Linked DNA regions of Bicyclus anynana: region 1 is linked to region 2. The links are chromatin contacts, called in public Hi-C maps. All regions are on one chromosome and are shown on one strand. Each heading gives the region's core, a stretch centred on a gene start, on an enhancer-like site or on the middle of the called end of the contact. The rest is flanking DNA. Distances are from core to core; before and after follow the strand shown.

Region 1 (4,738 bases), core at 693-3,192, 34 kb after region 2:
CTAAAACCAAATCGCCTTCTGAAAATAGACTATCTATACCTACCGTCTATGCAATTTTATCTTACTTTAAATGAAGTTCCAACAGTTGTGATAAGTTTTTTGCCGCTAAGGGAGATTTAAATTTTCCCAAGACTGGTTTATCACGCTTCAAGTAGCGTCATGGAAAACTGTTGCGATTATATAAAACTGAAACATTTAGTTTTATATAACAGCAACACTTTTGACTTTTAGGCTGACTATAAACACGGTGTTAAGAATATCTATTATTATTATTTTAATACTAATTATACATAAATTAATTAAACTAGTTAAACCATGGATTTATCAGTAAAATATTTTCTGTTTGTCATGGAAAACTTTTTTTATTCATTTGTTTAAACCAAGTAACATTAATACATACGAGTTCTATATAAGTAGAAAATGTTAAGTTTAAAGTTTTTGTCACCTATATTTTTCGTAGGGCTTATCCCTATGCAATATCACACCAAATGTTAATTAAATTGTTAAATGTGTTTCATTTAAGGAAATAAAGGCGAAAATATGTTATAGGTTAAAACTACATTATTTTGTTTAAATTGAATATTAATTGGAACTTGTATTACCAACATGGCTTTTGAAGCTCAAAAGAACGGGTTTCCTGTTATCGGTAATAGAAACCGGTAATTACTCGTGTAGACTGTATAATTGACACTGTCATTGGTAATGCAGTTGTAATATTAGAGTGTGCAAGGCGAACCACACATCGACACTTTGACATTGCGGCCTTCCGAATAATGGTAGGCGCCCACAGATCCGCATCGTACGTATCGGACGCATTGCATCAAACGGATTTTTATAATAGAGAAGATAGGGGACTAGACCATTAAAACTGAGGCGGACAAATCTGCATATTTTTGTCTTAATTTCATTTAGTCGCTTATTAAACAATGAACGTTATTTAAACAAATAATACCTAAATATTATCTACAGTATCGAGTTGTGTGTTCAGGAAGTATAAAAACTACATATACTTACATAAATATATAATGTAACTAAACACAAAATTTTGCATGTGTGCGCTCAGTGGAGTAACTAAATTCGGATCACTTCTTGCGCTGATTTTGTAGGCACGGAACATATCTTTAGTATAAAATATCGTTGATTGCATCAAACGGATTTTTAATTCTACGTTAGATTAAATCCGTTCGATGCGATCCATACGATGCGGATCAGTGGACGCACTTGTATGACTTTCTGTACAAAGAATACTAAAATCCACTTGATGCGACGCGTCCGATGCGTACGATGCTGATCTGTGTACGGCTCTCGTAACTATGTACAAAAAAGCGTTAACTTTAGCGTTTTCTATATTCTGTGACATTAACATTATATTGAAAAAGTTACGAAGTTAGTTATGATAAATAAGTGGGCAGTAGTGGACTATTAAAATAGCAGCCTACTTCAATGGTCCACTTCAGGGTCGTTAAAATGGGGCTGCTGCTATTACACCACCAACATCCCAATTCCGGACTGAAAATTTAAAAATCTGCAGAAAAAAATAAAATAGAATAATTGCGGGATAGGTTTTATGAGGCGAAAGAAGTCATCACTAGAGTAATAAATAGGTTTTTGTTTTTTATTCGTACGTACGTACAAGAAGTTCAAAAAAACGGACTTCTATAGCCTTCATACCTAATGTAGAATATACATGGCAGAAGTTAACGCTAAAGATGATCAATCTTTTTTAAATGTTTGATGATTCTTTCCCTACATTTTCAATGAAAATACCAAGTTATCTGTACCACAAAATCTTCATATCACATTTTAAAAATCGCACGCACGCAATAGCAAAAAAATACTCTTTCGTGTAAAACACAAACATCTTGTTATACTAAACAGTAGGTGAATGCAAGTGAACATTACGAGAGAGAGAAAGGTGGCAATGAAAGTGATCAGTTGTACCAATGATTGCTTCTCGAAACCGCACCATCACCGAGACGAGTACGAACGTGCAGTACGAATCACGTTAGTTAGTAGGTTCTGTGACACACGCTTTGAACGTGAAGCTTTCTTGAACCTAATGTAAGGAAATATCTATTTACTAGCAGACGCAAGTGACTTCGTCTGCCTAATATACGTCATCTGGCCCTCTCCCAAAAATAACCTTTTACCTTTTTTGAAGTAGATGCGATGCATGAAGCACAAAATGTCTTCGATCACAGATTGACGCAAAAGGATAACAAGATGTAGATTGTGAGTACAATAAAAGATATGAATCACTAAGTACCGTCTATTGTTATATTTGTGATTCTTCCTCATTCCTTTCATTGTGATTGGATGCAGGAGTTAATTTATTGGTCACTATGGATGGACTTTGAACATCTATCTTCTATATATATATAAAAATGAATTGCTGTTCGTTAGTCTCGCTAAAACTCAAGAACGGCTTAACGGATTTATCTTATCTTGGTCTTGAAATGTTCGTGGAGGTATAGGGAAGGTTTAAAAGGTAGGGCAGGGGTAGGGCAGGGGTAGGGTAGGGGTAAGGTAGGGGTAGGGTAGGGAAAACCTCTTATGTCAAAACGAAGCTTGACCGGGTCCGCTAGTCTTAGATAAATATAAATATGTTTTAACTTAGGAGTGAGTATCGGTTGACGGTTTTAGACGTGCTAAGTACATTGTAATTTCTTTAGTGAATTCGATGAAGTTAAATTACTTGAATTTAATTTATTGGTTTGTAAATTATTTTATTTATATGCATATTATTTAAAAACATCCAATTTGTTTACTACATTTCATTTAATTGAATTTCAAACTGTGGACAATTATTGGTTTTAATAATTTTCGCCACATGGAGCAACATTGTCGAGAATTAAGTTAATGTTAGTGTTAGGAGTCACGAACCTCAGTAATGAGGAATACAAAGCAAGGAGGAAGAGGATATTTTGCATCAATACATGCATAATATGGTTATTATATAATTTAATTACAATGTAAGTAATATCCCCAAATATCCATCATATCTCCCGCTCTGTTTATTTTCTAATTTGCTTATCAGCGACCTTGTTTTATATCTCCTCTCATTACTCATTTGTTAGACTTGTTGTCTTCGTGATATCGCCTCAATACTACTTTACTTTGCTACTGTAAACCTTAACATTAGTTAAATATTTAAAGTATTCTGTTTCAAACAGTTTGAAATATTACTATGGATTTCAATTATTTAAACAATACCTACTTAACCAATGATGTTTTTATACATGTAGTATATATAAATATACTATTTTTATTATTATATATATTTTTTTTGTTGCACTATCCCGCATTTAATTACAATAATTCCTTTATCCAAAGGTTGTCTGGTAGATATTGCTATAAGCAATAAGACCGCCTTTGCACATACTTGTTTTCTATATTTTCCTTTTTTTTCTTTGTTATTCTTTTTGTTTTGTGCAATAAAGTATAAATAAATAAATAAATAAAGATGTTAAACACTGTTAGATGCGTTACTAGTTCATAGGCGCTCAAAAGGCGAAATTGCCACATCTCAATGTTAGTTGTGGTCAATAACGAACGTTAAAACAAATCATACTTAAATATCGTCTACAATGTCGAGTTATGTGTTCAGGAAGTGTAAAAACTATATATCTATGCTAATATTATAAAGCTGAAGAGTTTGTTTGTTTGTTTGATTGAACGCGCTAATCTGGAAATACTGGTTCGATTTGAAAAATTCTTTCAGTGTTAGACAGCCCATTTATCGAAGAAGGTTATAGGCTATATATTATCCCCGTATTCCTACTGGAACGGGCACCACGCGGGTGAAACCGCGCGGCGTCAACTAGTACATAAATAAATAACGGGATTATAGACAGAATTGTGCATGTGTGCGCTTAGTTTTGTAGCCTAATATTCGGATCACTTTTTGCAGTGATTTTGGAAGGACATAACCGATCTATAGTTTAAAATTATCATTACTTATCCTATTCAAGGATTCTACATATTTATAACGGTATGTGTTCGAACGTGTTCCTCGTCCGTTTAACTAAAGTTTCCATTATGAATATCATTATCTTGGAAGTGAAATCTGCCGCCGTACTCGTAAAACCCCCGGGTTAGGTGGAAAGCTGGTAATAACGTACAAATTACTACATCCTCGCGGTTCGATGAACCCGACAATTGCATACAAACCCGACGCGTTTGTCTACGAAACGTGATATCTATTAGAATAATAAAACACCCTAGCGGTTAATAACCAAGTCTGTTTTGAGTGACGGCCGTACGATGTTCCCCTCTCAAATATATTTTTTATATATTTAGTAGCGGACGTCCCCGACTGCGTCCGCGTGGAATTCAGTTTTTCACTAATCCCGCGGGAACCATGGATTTTTCTGATAGCCTATGTATTAATCCAGACTATAATATATCGCTACCTCAAATTTTAGGTGATTCAGTTCAGTAATCGAAACGTGAAAGAGTGACATACCATCAAAATCATCAGGTTTGTCTTGATACAACTTTATCCAGTTTATTATATACGCCTCATGTTTTTGCATAGTACCGTTTTCGTAAAGAAAAGCCTTGGACTGAAGGCTCAAATAGGAACGCGCCGTTAACTTTTATACTATACTTACCGAGGTGTTAAGAACCCTTTGGCGTTCTGGTTTCCTTACACGTAATAACATGAGTAAGTAGATACGTTTATTTAAAAGTGAAAATGAACACCTTACAATCGAAGTACCTATTAGGTAAATTATAA
Region 2 (4,449 bases), core at 1,497-3,996:
TCTATGTAAAAATGTCATCCTGTGCTTACTAGTGGATATTACACAGCATGTAAATGACATTTTGTCAATTGATTTGATGTTTATTTTAATAGGTTGATAATAAAGACCAAAATGGTTAATAGGGCAACAGATTGAACAGATCCAAGTAACGCTGATATGTAAGTAAAAGAATAGGCCTTTTTAGTATAAATGTGTCAGAATGTATCTTTTCTACCTATAAAAATTAAATAGCTGTTTTCAATTCGGCTTAACCGCTGTAACTAATAGAATTCGTGACCCCTGTGTTCGTGAACAATTTAATTAAGCTCACGATTAGTAAAGGACATTGACCTAATTTGGTGCACTTTTATTAACACAGCCCATGTGTGTAGTTTAATTTTTGTATGTTTTACACAAATTAGTATGTTTTATGGAACCCTACTGTCTGCCTCGTTAAGCCAGTGTTTAATCAACGTGTCTATGGGACACGAGAACCTGGATCGAGCTGTGAAATAAGCTATTTTCTTTTCTAATGAATTTTCAGTATAAAATTTCAGACCGGAGTGGGGAAGTTGGTGATGTTACACATCCGTGTCTCGATCACTTTTCATTAACATCAGCAGGGTTATTATGTAACTCATTACCATTCAAACAATCAGTCACTATATCGTTTTCATCGTATTTTCAGTTTTGCAATCATCTAACATTGGGTTTTCAACGAAATTATATAATTATTATCATTTTATGTAAAGTAAAATTAGTAAAGTCGTGGTAGTAGCTGATAGTAACGTTATTTTAACTAGAAACTATAGTACATATTTACGTAATTCCGTTAAAATAATCATGTTAGATTATCGTAGAAACTAAAAATCATTACGATTTGATGTAAAATTGTGCATTCAAGGTTATTTTGTAGAAATAACTATGTTAGATGATCAGAAAAACGAAAATACGATGAAGTAGTGACTCATTACTTGAATAGTACACCGAGATACATAATAAGGCCGCTGATAGTGATGGTAAAAGAGCAACAACCCTCATTGGTGCAGCCTGATGGTTCTAAGCACCATATACCCTCTTCTATAAGGTCTGGCCTTATGGGGTCCTTAAATTAGGCTGACAATGATGATAGAAACTAAATATTGTGAAACAATTAACGTGATCATAGGTAGGACTAGAATTCAAGTAAATGTTTTCTATATCTCTGATTTTATTTAATAAATATGAGTGATCAAAAGCATAAGCAAAAAATTGTTACTAATACATATATTATACAAATAAATAAAAATCAGATAAGGTCTTCTGTGGCAAACATTCGAATCCAATTACACTTTTACTAACAATCATTCGGACATCTTCACAAACTTTCTATACTTATTATCAACATGAAGTAATGATAGGTTTTATTAGATAAGTAATTGCTTGTGAGAAAAAAAATGGAGAGTTGCATACAGTGTCGTAAATCCGCAGACGTATAAGTGCATCTGTATACCTATACATCTTTGTTTTTAATGATCTCTGTATCTCAAATTCTCACTATTAGGTGCTTTCTCTTGTCCACTCACCAAATAAAGAGATTCAACTTATTCACACATTATTTCCATTCATCGTTTAATGTGTGATGACTTTAATGTTTGTTTGTTTGCATATTTTCTCTGTGATCCCTACAAAACAATGGAACTAGACCAACTAGCTTTTATAAGTAGCTTACTTTAAATACTTGTTTGTTTTAAATACGAGCAAGTTAAAGTATACTTAACTATTAATGTATCTATTTATAAAAGTAAAGAGGATATTATTGAAACATCGTCAGAAGTTGACAAAGAATGAAATTCTATAAAATTATCAAAATTGTCGCGCAACATTCAAAAAATTATGTCTTGAAATTTTGGAATTTCAAATAACTTCTATCAACGTAATTAAAATTAATTGCCTAGTTGTTTTTAAAAATAGTTGTTAGTTTTCGAGTGAAAAGTTGATTGTCGTGAATAATGTATTTTTTCTGTAAAATAGGTAAAAGTTGAGCGTTAACTTTCTCAACAAGATGTGGCAGCGGGGAAAACTTAGATTATACTTTTGACTTTCAGTGGTAACTGCATATTTAAACAGCAAACTAAGTTAGGAGTTGCAACTCTAACACGAACACTTTCAACATCTTGTTCTTTAATTTCTTTGTCTAGTTAACAAGTTGGGAGATGGTGAATCAGTAGAATAGCATTTTAATGGATTTAGCTCTTTGTCTTCAGACTTCTTAATTCAACTAAAAAATATTGTCCAAAATTAAAATCAAATTCTTTATTTTAAAGATAGGTTTACGAGTACTTTTGAAACGTCAATTTCGATTTGTAAAGACTACCACCGATTCGGAAGGTTCTTCTTCGACACCCCACTTATTGATTTTGCAGTTTCCCGATTTTAAAACTTGATTCAAATCAAATGAACGATGAGTAATTGCAGCAATTTTTTCATAGGCAACACCTGCGAAATCTAGCAATGGAATCTTTAGCTACTAGTGTTATTGCTCAGGAATGTATCAATAATAAGGCAGATAATAATGATGATTGTACAGCGAATACAATATACTCATCCATCTCGAACGATAGATGTAATCAAGTGAAATATTGCGAAGGAAACCGTCAGCTTTCAAATATTCTGAGATTTTCTCGTAACAAAAAAAGCGGCGAAACGAGTTGTATCATCTAGCTGTTCTACTTAAACGGTTGCATTGAAGAGAAGAGAAATGTGGCGTAGGGTCTTGAGAGGGCGTTGAGAGGGGGGAGGACCGGTCAATGAACTCTACGGCCATGGTACTCCTGGCCTACATGACATATCTACAGTTGATATATTTTATGCGTTCAGATCAAAATTAACCAATTAAGCACGTAATGTCGTCTTAGTAGAAAAATATTATTTGTCATAGTAAGCATAGTGTGTACTTGTATTAAAGACACTATATGTTTTGATGATGCCGTTAGAAAATCAAAGAAATCCTACGGCCAAATCGTCCATCGTTAGATTATATAAAATTCTGTGGTTAGAAAAATAAGTAAATATACAAATTCCATATTAAAGACGTAGGTAGATTATGCTTAAAACTTATTTCAACTAGACATGAGATAACAAGTTCAAATTCAAAACCCGACAGTCATAATATCAACTAGAACACTGTCGAACAATATCATAATAGAAAAAGCCATTAGCTCCGGATCGGTTTATAGAGTCTACATCGTGTACTTCGTAATTATTATCTCAATCAGGTAAGATTAAAAAAAACCCATTTTACAATTATTGGTTTATTAGTTCATAAGCTACGAACAGACAGACAGATACATTTTATTTGCAAATGAATTTGTAACGGCTGTCTCATAATTCACAGTGAAACCTCAAACGGTCAGTAGGTATTCCAAAGTTTAAGCCGAGTTCTTTTGCGAAATACTCAAACAATATCTTCCAAAGCCGTTTGTAAGACTGCGTAACAATCTTAGCAAGAATCGTTGAATTAACCACATTCATTGGAAAACTTCTTGGAAACTTTGCCTCTCCGTCCACAGTTCCACCATCGTAATGACCACTCAAAATGAATAAGAGCTTTTGGAGCGTCTGGAAACATCAATTAGCGACTCAATGCGGTTTGAAATACGGAATAATTTTGTTTGTCACCATAATGTAGAAGAAATGCTATTAAACCGAATAGTACTCGAATGTTGGTACCATCAGTTATTCTTAAGATAAAATTATATATGTGCATCGAATCAAAAATCGAATAGATAGAAATCTATTCGTATCAGGTGTTAACCAATCACTTTGCTTGCTTTCCCACTGTACGAATTTTGATCAAGTTTTCTCCGATTAGGAGTAGTTTTATTAAAATTACCACTAATAAACCTTTGATTTAAAACAATAAAGAAGATTTATTTAAAAAAAGATAGAAATAGGCTTACAGTTATGATACAAGTCTATTATAAGGAAACCCATATTACTAAATTATATTTATTTTGGCGTTTCGTAAATATGAATGAAAATATAATTAAAAAGCCCTTTCGCAGATATTTTTTTTCACAAGCAGCTTACATTACAAATATTCAATTCACTATATTAACTTTCCAAGTAAAACGCCTTTTTATGTCTTTCATGACGTAAGTTTGAAGAAAGCGAAAATAAAAATGCGGAGAGCAAAAGTTTTCCTTATAGCGACTTTTTCCTCAGTAGGTCTCTTTTTTCAGTGAATATTATAAAAAAGACGGCCAAGTTTGAGCAAGATTCGTAGTCGTATAGGGTTCCGTTTACTATACCCGCATATCAAATAGACCAAGATTAAGAAATGACAAATGTGAAAAAGCTCTCTCATAGTGCAATTTTCCAATCGTTCTTAAATATGTCTCTAAGTAAAGCTGTTAAATGGTACTTTACTGATATTGAACGAAATGGTGATGAATTTTTAATGCCTGGACAAAGTTAGCTACCCTCCTT

Evidence for each region. Hi-C and Micro-C count contacts between places; a contact is called where the count stands out from the background.
Region 1: a contact with region 2 is called in a Hi-C map of whole body, with 2.3 times the contacts expected there. The contact joins two enhancer-like sites. A contact is called at or near these places in 2 of 2 Hi-C or Micro-C datasets (whole body and whole larva).

The regions. Positions count from the first base shown.
Region 1 is chr5:12,015,784-12,020,521 of ilBicAnyn1.1, forward strand. All of the region lies in intron 2 of LOC112047587 (plasma membrane ascorbate-dependent reductase CYBRD1-like), which reads right to left. Among protein-coding and RNA genes, the nearest start is that of LOC112047587, 49 kb to the right of the region's middle. Within about 2 kb of position 1,943, at least 3 of the 8 cell types and tissues checked have open chromatin away from gene starts, as enhancers often do.
Region 2 is chr5:11,981,240-11,985,688 of ilBicAnyn1.1, forward strand. All of the region lies in intron 2 of LOC112047587 (plasma membrane ascorbate-dependent reductase CYBRD1-like), which reads right to left. Among protein-coding and RNA genes, the nearest start is that of LOC112047579, 31 kb to the left of the region's middle. Within about 2 kb of position 2,747, at least 7 of the 8 cell types and tissues checked have open chromatin away from gene starts, as enhancers often do.